Linked DNA regions of Sus scrofa: regions 2 and 3 are each linked to region 1. A link is a contact called in public Hi-C data. All regions are on one chromosome and are shown on one strand. Each heading gives the region's core, a stretch centred on a gene start, on an enhancer-like site or on the middle of the called end of the contact. The rest is flanking DNA. Distances are from core to core; before and after follow the strand shown. Region 1 overlaps LOC110255481 (a long non-coding RNA gene). Region 2 overlaps LOC110255481 (a long non-coding RNA gene). Region 3 overlaps LOC110255481 (a long non-coding RNA gene).

The links. Hi-C and Micro-C count contacts between places; a contact is called where the count stands out from the background.
Region 2: a contact with region 1 is called in a Hi-C map of liver, with 2.1 times the contacts expected there. The contact joins two enhancer-like sites. A contact is called at or near these places in 1 of 5 promoter capture datasets (liver), 4 of 47 Hi-C or Micro-C datasets (liver and skeletal muscle) and 1 of 2 datasets of contacts at active chromatin or transcription factors (alveolar macrophages).
Region 3: a Hi-C map of liver shows a contact between it and region 1, with 2.5 times the contacts expected there. The contact joins two enhancer-like sites. A contact is called at or near these places in 6 of 47 Hi-C or Micro-C datasets (blood, liver and skeletal muscle) and 1 of 2 datasets of contacts at active chromatin or transcription factors (alveolar macrophages).

The regions. Positions count from the first base shown.
Region 1 is chr9:86,701,027-86,704,092 of Sscrofa11.1, reverse strand. All of the region lies in intron 2 of LOC110255481 (a long non-coding RNA gene), which reads left to right. Among named protein-coding and RNA genes, the nearest start is that of AHR, 190 kb to the right of the region's middle. Within about 2 kb of position 1,597, at least 7 of the 83 cell types and tissues checked have an H3K27ac peak or open chromatin away from gene starts, as enhancers often do. A contact at or near this core is called in liver, where this site is marked.
Region 2 is chr9:86,796,995-86,799,847 of Sscrofa11.1, reverse strand. All of the region lies in intron 1 of LOC110255481 (a long non-coding RNA gene), which reads left to right. Among named protein-coding and RNA genes, the nearest start is that of AHR, 290 kb to the right of the region's middle. Within about 2 kb of position 1,492, at least 12 of the 83 cell types and tissues checked have an H3K27ac peak or open chromatin away from gene starts, as enhancers often do. A contact at or near this core is called in liver, where this site is marked.
Region 3 is chr9:86,587,864-86,590,563 of Sscrofa11.1, reverse strand. The region is part of intron 4 of LOC110255481 (a long non-coding RNA gene); the gene reads left to right. Among named protein-coding and RNA genes, the nearest start is that of AHR, 77 kb to the right of the region's middle. Within about 2 kb of position 1,338, at least 3 of the 83 cell types and tissues checked have an H3K27ac peak or open chromatin away from gene starts, as enhancers often do. A contact at or near this core is called in liver, where this site is marked.

The DNA.
Region 1 (3,066 bases), core at 348-2,847:
TTGCATGATTAAGGTACTTAATCATAGGAGTGACGAAAAGAAACAGAGATGGATAAGGTGACAATGTGAAAGTACCTCCCAGTTTCTGAAGTTATAAAAGGGGCTTGTTAAATTTTTCTCCATTTGGAAACTAACTCCAGGGTAATGTTTCTGTTCCACTTGAAAACTATATCCTTCCAGACTAATTTTATGCTAGCTAACCTCCACATTAACCATAGTAAATAAATATGTCTTTGATATTAACTTTAAAGTTCTCTAGATAAAGTTCTTTGTATGAGATGGAGCTCAGCTGTACCTCAAAACCTATCCCTGGGTCTTTCAACCTGAGGTTTGTACTGTAATAATGTTTTCTTTGGCTCATAGCATTTTGCATTAATATCAGTTCTTTCTTGTTTGTCCTCTAGCCTCTGTTGCTTTGGCTTTGGTTTCCAGCAGTCAGTATTTTATGTATTACATGGACGGGTTTTCAATTAGAGTATCCCAAGCATATCTTCCAAACGGGAGGCAAAACTATTTATCATTTTTTTTTTTTTGGTATTGAGGTAATAATAATAAGTAGTCACACATGTAATTATCTTTATATTGGTGATAGGGTAATTAATAATTTCACAGGTTCTGTCAGACACAATGACCTCTTTGTCTAACAGTCCTTTGTAATCTCCTCTTATTTGTCGGAAATGAAATTTGCTGTGGAATATACAAATCTACTTATACATGTAATTTAAAATAATACATATTACCATAATATAAAGGAATATGAAGAAGTATAAGAAAAGTGCTTTATAACAAAATACATATGCCAATATGTACACGCACGTCACCATTTCACTAAAAAAGACCCAGTTTCCACATTTCCCTGAAGAGACTAGAACAATCAGCCTTGTTTCTTTGCGAGGCACTGCCGGTAGCATAATCTTCCTACTGTAGCGCTCAATCCTAACCCTCACTCCCACCTCAAATTCTCCATCTTTCATTTCATTTATATTCCACCACTGTGTCCAGTTTTTCCAACATGAGCTGCTTCTCAGCTGTTCCAGCTGCTTCTCTCAATGTTGGTAGACAGCTGGTATAGTTTAATTCTTACTTTGGAGTTTGAAGCAAACATATTCTCTCAAGTAAAGGAAAGTTCTTGTTAAATCGAGGAGTCTCTTAAGGTAGTGGGCAGGGCCTGCTGAATACAGTGCCTGTTGAAAACAGTCTTGGAAAAGGACCATTAAAAACAAACAAACAAACAAAAAAAAACATGTTTCATTTCTTAGCTTTCACTGGTCTGGTTTAGCATCAAGGAGCTGGGAACCTTGGATCCTACAAAAAAGTTCTAGTTTCTTTCTTTTGCTAGGCTTCTGATCTGACAGCTCTGGCTGTAGCAGTTCTAGGCAGCCAAAATTGTTAAAATTTTAACAGTCTGACCTCTGACAGAAAACAAGCTGATCTATTACAGATTGAAAGAAAGTTCATTTGAGATCCATGTGAATTACTCTTTTTCCCCCAAACTATTTACTCATTATATATTTAAAGGTCACCAGTCCACATCAGTGTTTCAACTTGCTGGGAATTTATTCACTGCTGGTAACTTAAAAGAGGCCGCCCTGTTTTTCATTACTGGTTGGTATTTTTTTCTGTTGAGCTCTGACCTTCTAACTGAGAAGCAGCATAGGATAGCTTGGTTTCAACATTCTGAATATTCCCGAGATGACCATTGGAACAGGATGCAAGGTTACCTCCTTCAGAAACCAACATTATCCTAAACAAAAGACTCATATTTTTGCCACAATGGGCAGATCTGATGGGTGTAAGTTTCAGTTAAATCATTGCCACATCTCTGTGTGAGCAGATAAATTGATCCCTTTCAATAATTTATTTTTATTTTCTCTTTAGAAACACTGCTGTTTGGATGGAAGAATAAAGAGTTATCAATAGTTTTCACCCCGTGGTGAGATCATGTGTGATGTCCTTTTGCTTGATTAGGCTCTGCCATATTTTAAAACTTGTCACTATAAACAATATTTTTTTTTTTTTAGTAATTACAAACAAATCTGCCATGTATTATCACAATTATAATCAATACTTTAAATTTTTTGTTCCACATGAGTCTTTCATTATCAATTATTCTAGGTAAGGCACTTGAGGAAGAACTGTAGTGAGGCTCTAGTGCTTCTGACACTTCAAAATGCATAACAGTCACCTGGGATATTTTTAAAATACAGAGTCTGATTCAGTAAATCTGTGATGGGGCCTGAAATCCTATATTAACCATACAAAATCCTTGGTGATGCCGACACTGCTGATCTAATAACCATACTTGGAAGTCTCTGATCATTGGTTTCAAACTTTGGTCACAAGAAAATCACCTGGAAATCTTGTTAAACTGCAAATTGCTGTCCCCCCTCCTACCCACTCCACCAGTTTCTGATTTAGTATGTCTGGGGTTGGGCCTGAGGATTTGCATTCTAAAGTACCCAGCTGATGGCAGAGGTTGCTTCAGAATCTCTGTAATCCCTGCTCCAGAGCCTTGTGATCAAAGCCTGGTTCCCAGACAGCATCCGCATCACTTGGGAGCTTGTTAGAAATGCAGAGTTTTAGGCCCTAGTCCATACCTAAATCAAACCCTGCATTTTAATAAGATCCTCAGGTGACTTCATGCATTACAGTTTGAAAAATATCACCTAGACAATTTCTTAGTTCCTCTTCATCGGTGACTCTCAACTTATCTAGTTCTTACCATCAACTTCGGAGCTCTTAAAAAGTCCTGCTGCTCTGAGGGTGAACCTCAGCATAATTCCATCAGATTTTCTGCGGCTGGGGCCAAAGTATCACTAGTTTCTAAAACTCCCCAGGGGAGTCCAATGCACAGTCAAATTCGGGAACTGCACTGTAGTTGGAAATGGAGAGGTAGTCATCTTGTTATTTGCCAAAAGATGGGGGCTTGGGGGGCACTTAGTTTCCCTGTTGCACTTTGTTAGATAATGTATCATCAGCCATTGGGCCACCATGAAGGATTCTGGGCCAGAACATTAAATTGCTTTGATACATTGGATTTTAGAAACCTGCTTACACATTTCGTCT
Region 2 (2,853 bases), core at 243-2,742, 96 kb before region 1:
TATGCTTTGTCACATTCGATAACTTGCTCCTCCCCGGATATGACCTGCTTCCTTTCTTCGGAAAACCATTTTTTTTCTCACAGTTCTTCCTGTTGAATTTCTTTATATTATGTAAGGTCTGTGTAAAAAGCCCCTGCCTCCAAGAAGCCTGTCACTTCCTCCCAACAGTTCTTTGTGTAATTGATCGAGACCTGCCCTTGGGTGTGGGTTGGTGTGAGCCTTTCAGAGGCAGGCCCGGTGCCCGTCATCATTGTCTTCTACTCTTCAGAGAACCCCAGCACTGATCAGTTAGACAGACCTCCTCCGGGAATATTTCTTGAACTGCAAATTGAGTTTCAATGCTCTCCCCAGCTTTTCTTCACTTAGGTTGTTGCTGGATCCAGCTCAGGCCACTTGTACACATTCTTCTCCAACAAGTCCAGCCAGTGGCTTCCCTCCTTTACATGGTAGCACCTTTAAAAATAAACTATTTTCCCATTGTTTGACATCACAGTGTTGTATTTTTTTTTTCTTTCTTTCTTTTTTTTTTTTTGTGGTCTTTTTGGCATTTCTTGGGCAGCTCTCTCAGCATATGGAGGTTCCCAGGCTAGGGGTCGAATCGGAGCTGTAGCCACCGGCCTAGGCCAGAGCCACAGCAACGCGGGATCCGAGCTGCGTCTGCAACCTGCACCACAGCTCATGGCAACGCTGGATCCTTAACCCACTGAGCGAGGCCAGGGATCGAACTTGCAACCTCATGGTTCCTAGTCGGATTCGTTAACCACTGCGCCTCGACGGGAACTCCCTAAAGTGTTGTATTTTGTTCCTCTTGCTTATTTTCTCTTGGGCTGACTCCCCAAATTGCATTCTAAATTTTTTTAAAAACATAGACTTGGAGTTCACTTGTGGCTCAGTGGGTTAAGGATCCAGTGTTGTCACTGCTCTGGCTCTGGTTACAGCTCTGGAATGGGTTTGATCCCTGGCCGGGGAACTTTTGTATGCCACAGGTGTGGCAAAATAAAAGGGTCAACCTGATCTGACCCCATCAAAGAAAAAAAGAAAAAAAAAACCCAACCACAGACTAGGTTGAAGGTATAGCACCTTTCAAGATACCTGGAGAGTGCCCTGTTATAAAAGATGGTCAATTGCTAGTTACTGATTAACTAATCCTAACAGTAGGAGAAATGGCCTGTAAGCAAGAGGTCAATTTTTGTCATGTGCTATGGTTGGGCTTCCCAGAAAGTACAGATGCTGTAGACCTTTGGCAAACACACACACACACACACACACACACACACACACACACAAAAACCACTAGTGACCTTAAGACGAGAATCTAGCTTTGGTTAATTTATAATAAATCATTATTGAGAAAATCATATTTATTTTTGGAAAGGTTCAGGATGCACTTAGACTATTTAATTGAAACTGAAATGGGTTAGAATTGTCCCAGCTAGTTCGTCAGAGGTTACTCAGTGAAACAGTGGAAAGCCCTCAGCTTTATCTTGACAGAAAGTTTGCGTTGGTGGATTAATCCTTCCCTGGGGAATGACGCATACAATTTGGGGAGCTGCCATCAGTTGAATGGTGATGGCTGGTAGTTATAATTGTAGGTGCATATCCATATCTTTGGGTATGTAACATATTATATTAGACACATTCCTAGACCCCACCCATCCTTGCAGTTTCTGATTCATATGGTTTGAATTGGGAATCAAGTATGTGTTTTTTGGAAAAGTTACAAGCTGATTCTGATGTCCATCTAAAGTTTAAAAGCCTTTGTTTTGCATTTTGGGATATCTTGGTGCCCAAATAGAAGTTTTCTTCAGGTAAGGATAACTGGAAGTAAAGACAGAGAGCAAAAAGCACTTGACTTTGCCATGTGTACATAATTATCTGTGAAAAAAGTCATAGGTGTATTAATAAGCTTCTTTGTCTTGTTATAACACAAAGAAACACACACTCCTCACTAGAGAACTCAGAGTGTATTTTGCAAGGAATAACTGATACAAGCTCTGAGTGTTTAAGAACATACTTTCCTTTTATCCTAAAGGAAGGTTTTTAGTATTCTCTCAGTTATGCTAGATTTTTGTGACCAGGCTCCGTTCCAGCTGTCCCTCTCTTCTATTCAGAAGGAAAGGTGTACTTTTTCTGTCTGGAATATTCCCTGTTGCTCTGCATTTGTTAATACCCTTAATCACTCTCTCCTTTGTGGTCTTTGGATCCCTGGACAGCTGGCTGGGTTCTAAGCCCTTGGTTTCACTCTCTCCCCTCAGGCTCTGAATTTCTTTCTAAAAAGTGTTAGTTTTGGACCTATACTTGTTACTAATTCTTTCCTTCAGAGCTCTGCTGTTTATTTAATTCACTGTCATCTTAAATGGGGACACACTTAAATCTGAACACTTCATAATCATCAAAGATGTTTTTAAACAGGATTATAGAGATGATGTGTGGCTGTTATTAGTAGGTATTGTGCTTAAAAATTTATCAGAAATCACAAGCATTAATCTGGAGGGAGGTTTAGCCTTAAGCATCCTCCACACCTTTGCCTTCTTTATAAAAGTCTTTCAACAAAGCCCTTCTGGTACTTATGTTCACTTTAGTGGGGCTTATTGAGTAGAGTTTTATTCGAGAAAGGCGTTCTACCAAGAATTAAATTTTATGAACATTGACTGAGTAGCTCTCGTGCCAGCCATTGTGGAAGACTTAATGGAATTCTCAAAACAGCCTCGTGAATAGATGTCATCCATGGATGTTCTATGAGAAAATTGAAGCTGAGGGAGTTATGCAATATGCCCAAGACCAGTGTAACCACTTGGTGAGCATTGTGTCTCTCACTTACTACAGCTAAGTCAGCATCTGCTTGGCCCACTA
Region 3 (2,700 bases), core at 89-2,588, 110 kb after region 1:
TTTGGAAACCATAAGTTTTTCAAAGTCTTTGAGTCAATATCTGTTCTGCAAAGAAGTTCATTGTGTCCTTTTTTCAGATTCCACATATAAGTGATAGATAGCATTTGACGTTGGTATCTCACTGTCTGACTGACTTCACTTAACATGGTAATCTCTAGGTCCATCCATGTTGGTGCAAATGCCATTATTTCTTTCCTTTTAATGACTGAGTAATATTCCATTGTGTATATGTACCACTTCTTCTTGATCCACTCCTCTGTCGATGGGCATTTAGGTTGTTTCCTTGTCTTGGCTGTTGTATAGAGTGCTCAGTGAACACTGGAGTACATCTATCTTTTTGAGTCCTGGTTCCTGCTGGATAGACGCCCAGGAGTGGAACTGCTAGATCAAATGGTAATTCTATTTTTAGTTTTCTGAGGACTCTCCATAGTGTTTTGCATGGTTGTTGCACCAATTTACATTCCCACATTCTGGCCCATGTGATGTGGTACCTCACACTGGTTTTGATTTGCATTTCTTTAATAATTAGTGATGTTGAACATCTTTTTTATGTGTTTTTTGGCCACCCGTATGTCTTCTTTGGAGAGTTGCCTGTTTAGGTCTTGTGCCCATTTTTTGATGGGGCTTTTTGTTTATTGTTTGGTATTGACCTGCAGGAGGTGTTCATAAATTTTGAAGATTAATCCCTTGTCGGTTGATTCATTTGCAAAGATTTTCTCCCATTCTGTTTGTTGTCTTTTTGTTTGGGGCATGAATTTTTAATGAGAAAAAAAGAAATATAATATCATAACCAAATTTTACAAAATTTATGTGGCAGTTCCCCGACATGATCATTTACAGTAACAAAGATAAGGTCTTAATCTAGAAAAAAAGTAGGGCGTGCTTTGCTAACCATATGATGGAAATAGCCTATTGTTTAGATCATTCTTGCTGTTTTCTTTGATTGGGAAGTAATTTACTTAACCTGGGTAAGATAGTCTAGGGAAGCATAAGGGTATAGTTTCACATTTGCTGAAGAAACTAGGTCTGGACTAACCTGATGGCTGTGCATAGATTGGGACAAATTTATTTTGGCTCTATGTTGTGATAAATGAAATGAATCTCACTTAACTTGGTGTTAAAAATCAAATAAGAGTGGGACAGCTATCTTTCATATGTGATTGCCAGTAACACAAAACCACATTTAGATACAAACATGCTAAACATGATCTTATGTAAAAGGCTTATATATAGCAGTGATTGCCAGGGAGGAAAAATAAGACATCTGCTTTCTATTGATTCTGTAGGGAGCAACTTACTGAATCATCACATTTCTTCTCAGTGAAATAAGTACTTTGGTCTTTGGTCTATTTTCTGATAAGAGGTTAATAAATGATCCAAAGGGAAATACACATTTGGAATCATGCTGTAGAGCTATCCTAAGTTTCTTTTTATTTAAATCAGTTTGACTTAATCTCTAAACACTGGTTGTTTGCTGTGGCAGTAAAGAGAAATGTGATTAGAACCACACAGCTGGTTAATTCACTAAAGACGCAGAAGGTTTATGGAGAAAGGAACTATTCCTTTGCAAATAACAAAAAGTTAACAATGCAAACATTCTTTGGGAAAGAGGGAGGAGGCTTTGACCTCTAGTGGGCTAAATTTTTATGAGCAGTTGTACCACAAAATTAAAATTAAGTTATGTGTGGGATTTGGATCAAGTACACCTTTGGGGATATAAAAGAAAGAAAAGATGGATATTTTGGAGGAAGGCTGGGATCACTTTCTGTGAAATTTTCCTTTCATTTGGCTCTGCCTAAGGGATTTTTAGGATTTATCTGATGTCTGAAGTTCTGTCAGACTTTACCTTTTAATAAAAAACAGGATAGAGTTAGAGTCATAAGGGGCTTACTTGGTAGAAACTTTAATTAAAATTGAAGGTTTGTAAGAAGATTTATATTAAACATGTCAGCTTCTCAGTTTTCTTTCAGATGCATCTATTGTTTTAAAAAGTTTTTTTTTTCAATTTCTCTGAAGAAATGAATCTGTGGTTTAAAGCAGTTTATAAAGCAGACAGAGTGATTTTTGCAGACCAAAAGACCTCACAGTCTTGGTGGGCCAGATACTGAAGAGTACTGTTTGCTTGGATTACATGGAAATCAAATAAAAAGGCATCAGATTAACATCTTCAGTAATGGAAGAGACAGAACATTTGGTGTTATTTTGAAGTGCTAAAAAGGGTTATTGCACTTATTATACTTATAAGTGAAAAAGGTTTGCCCTTTCAGAGGGCATGATAAAATATTGTGTTCCTCAAATAATGGAAATTTCAGAGAAATCATAGAATCATTAAAAATTGCTGATTTAGATCTATTTTGAGAAAGATTACTCAGAAAAAGTCAAGAAGATTCAAAAAAATTTATTCGTTCCCCAAACTTAGTAGAATGAGTCAAAGTAATTGGGAAACATGAACAAAATAAAGTAGTAAATAGAATAAATGAATGATGAAGGATGCTACTGGGTTATGGAGATCCCTCCCAGCCTTCATACACTCACAGGTAGTTCATCACCTGTGACTGCAGAAAGGCACTAAGAGTCCTGGCACAGGTGTCAAACAATGGATCAAATATTAGTAAAGTGTAGCTTGTTCCCTGTTTAATTTAAATCAAAATTCTGTTATTAACTCGCTGTACTCCATTATATCCTTCACTGCATTTCCTG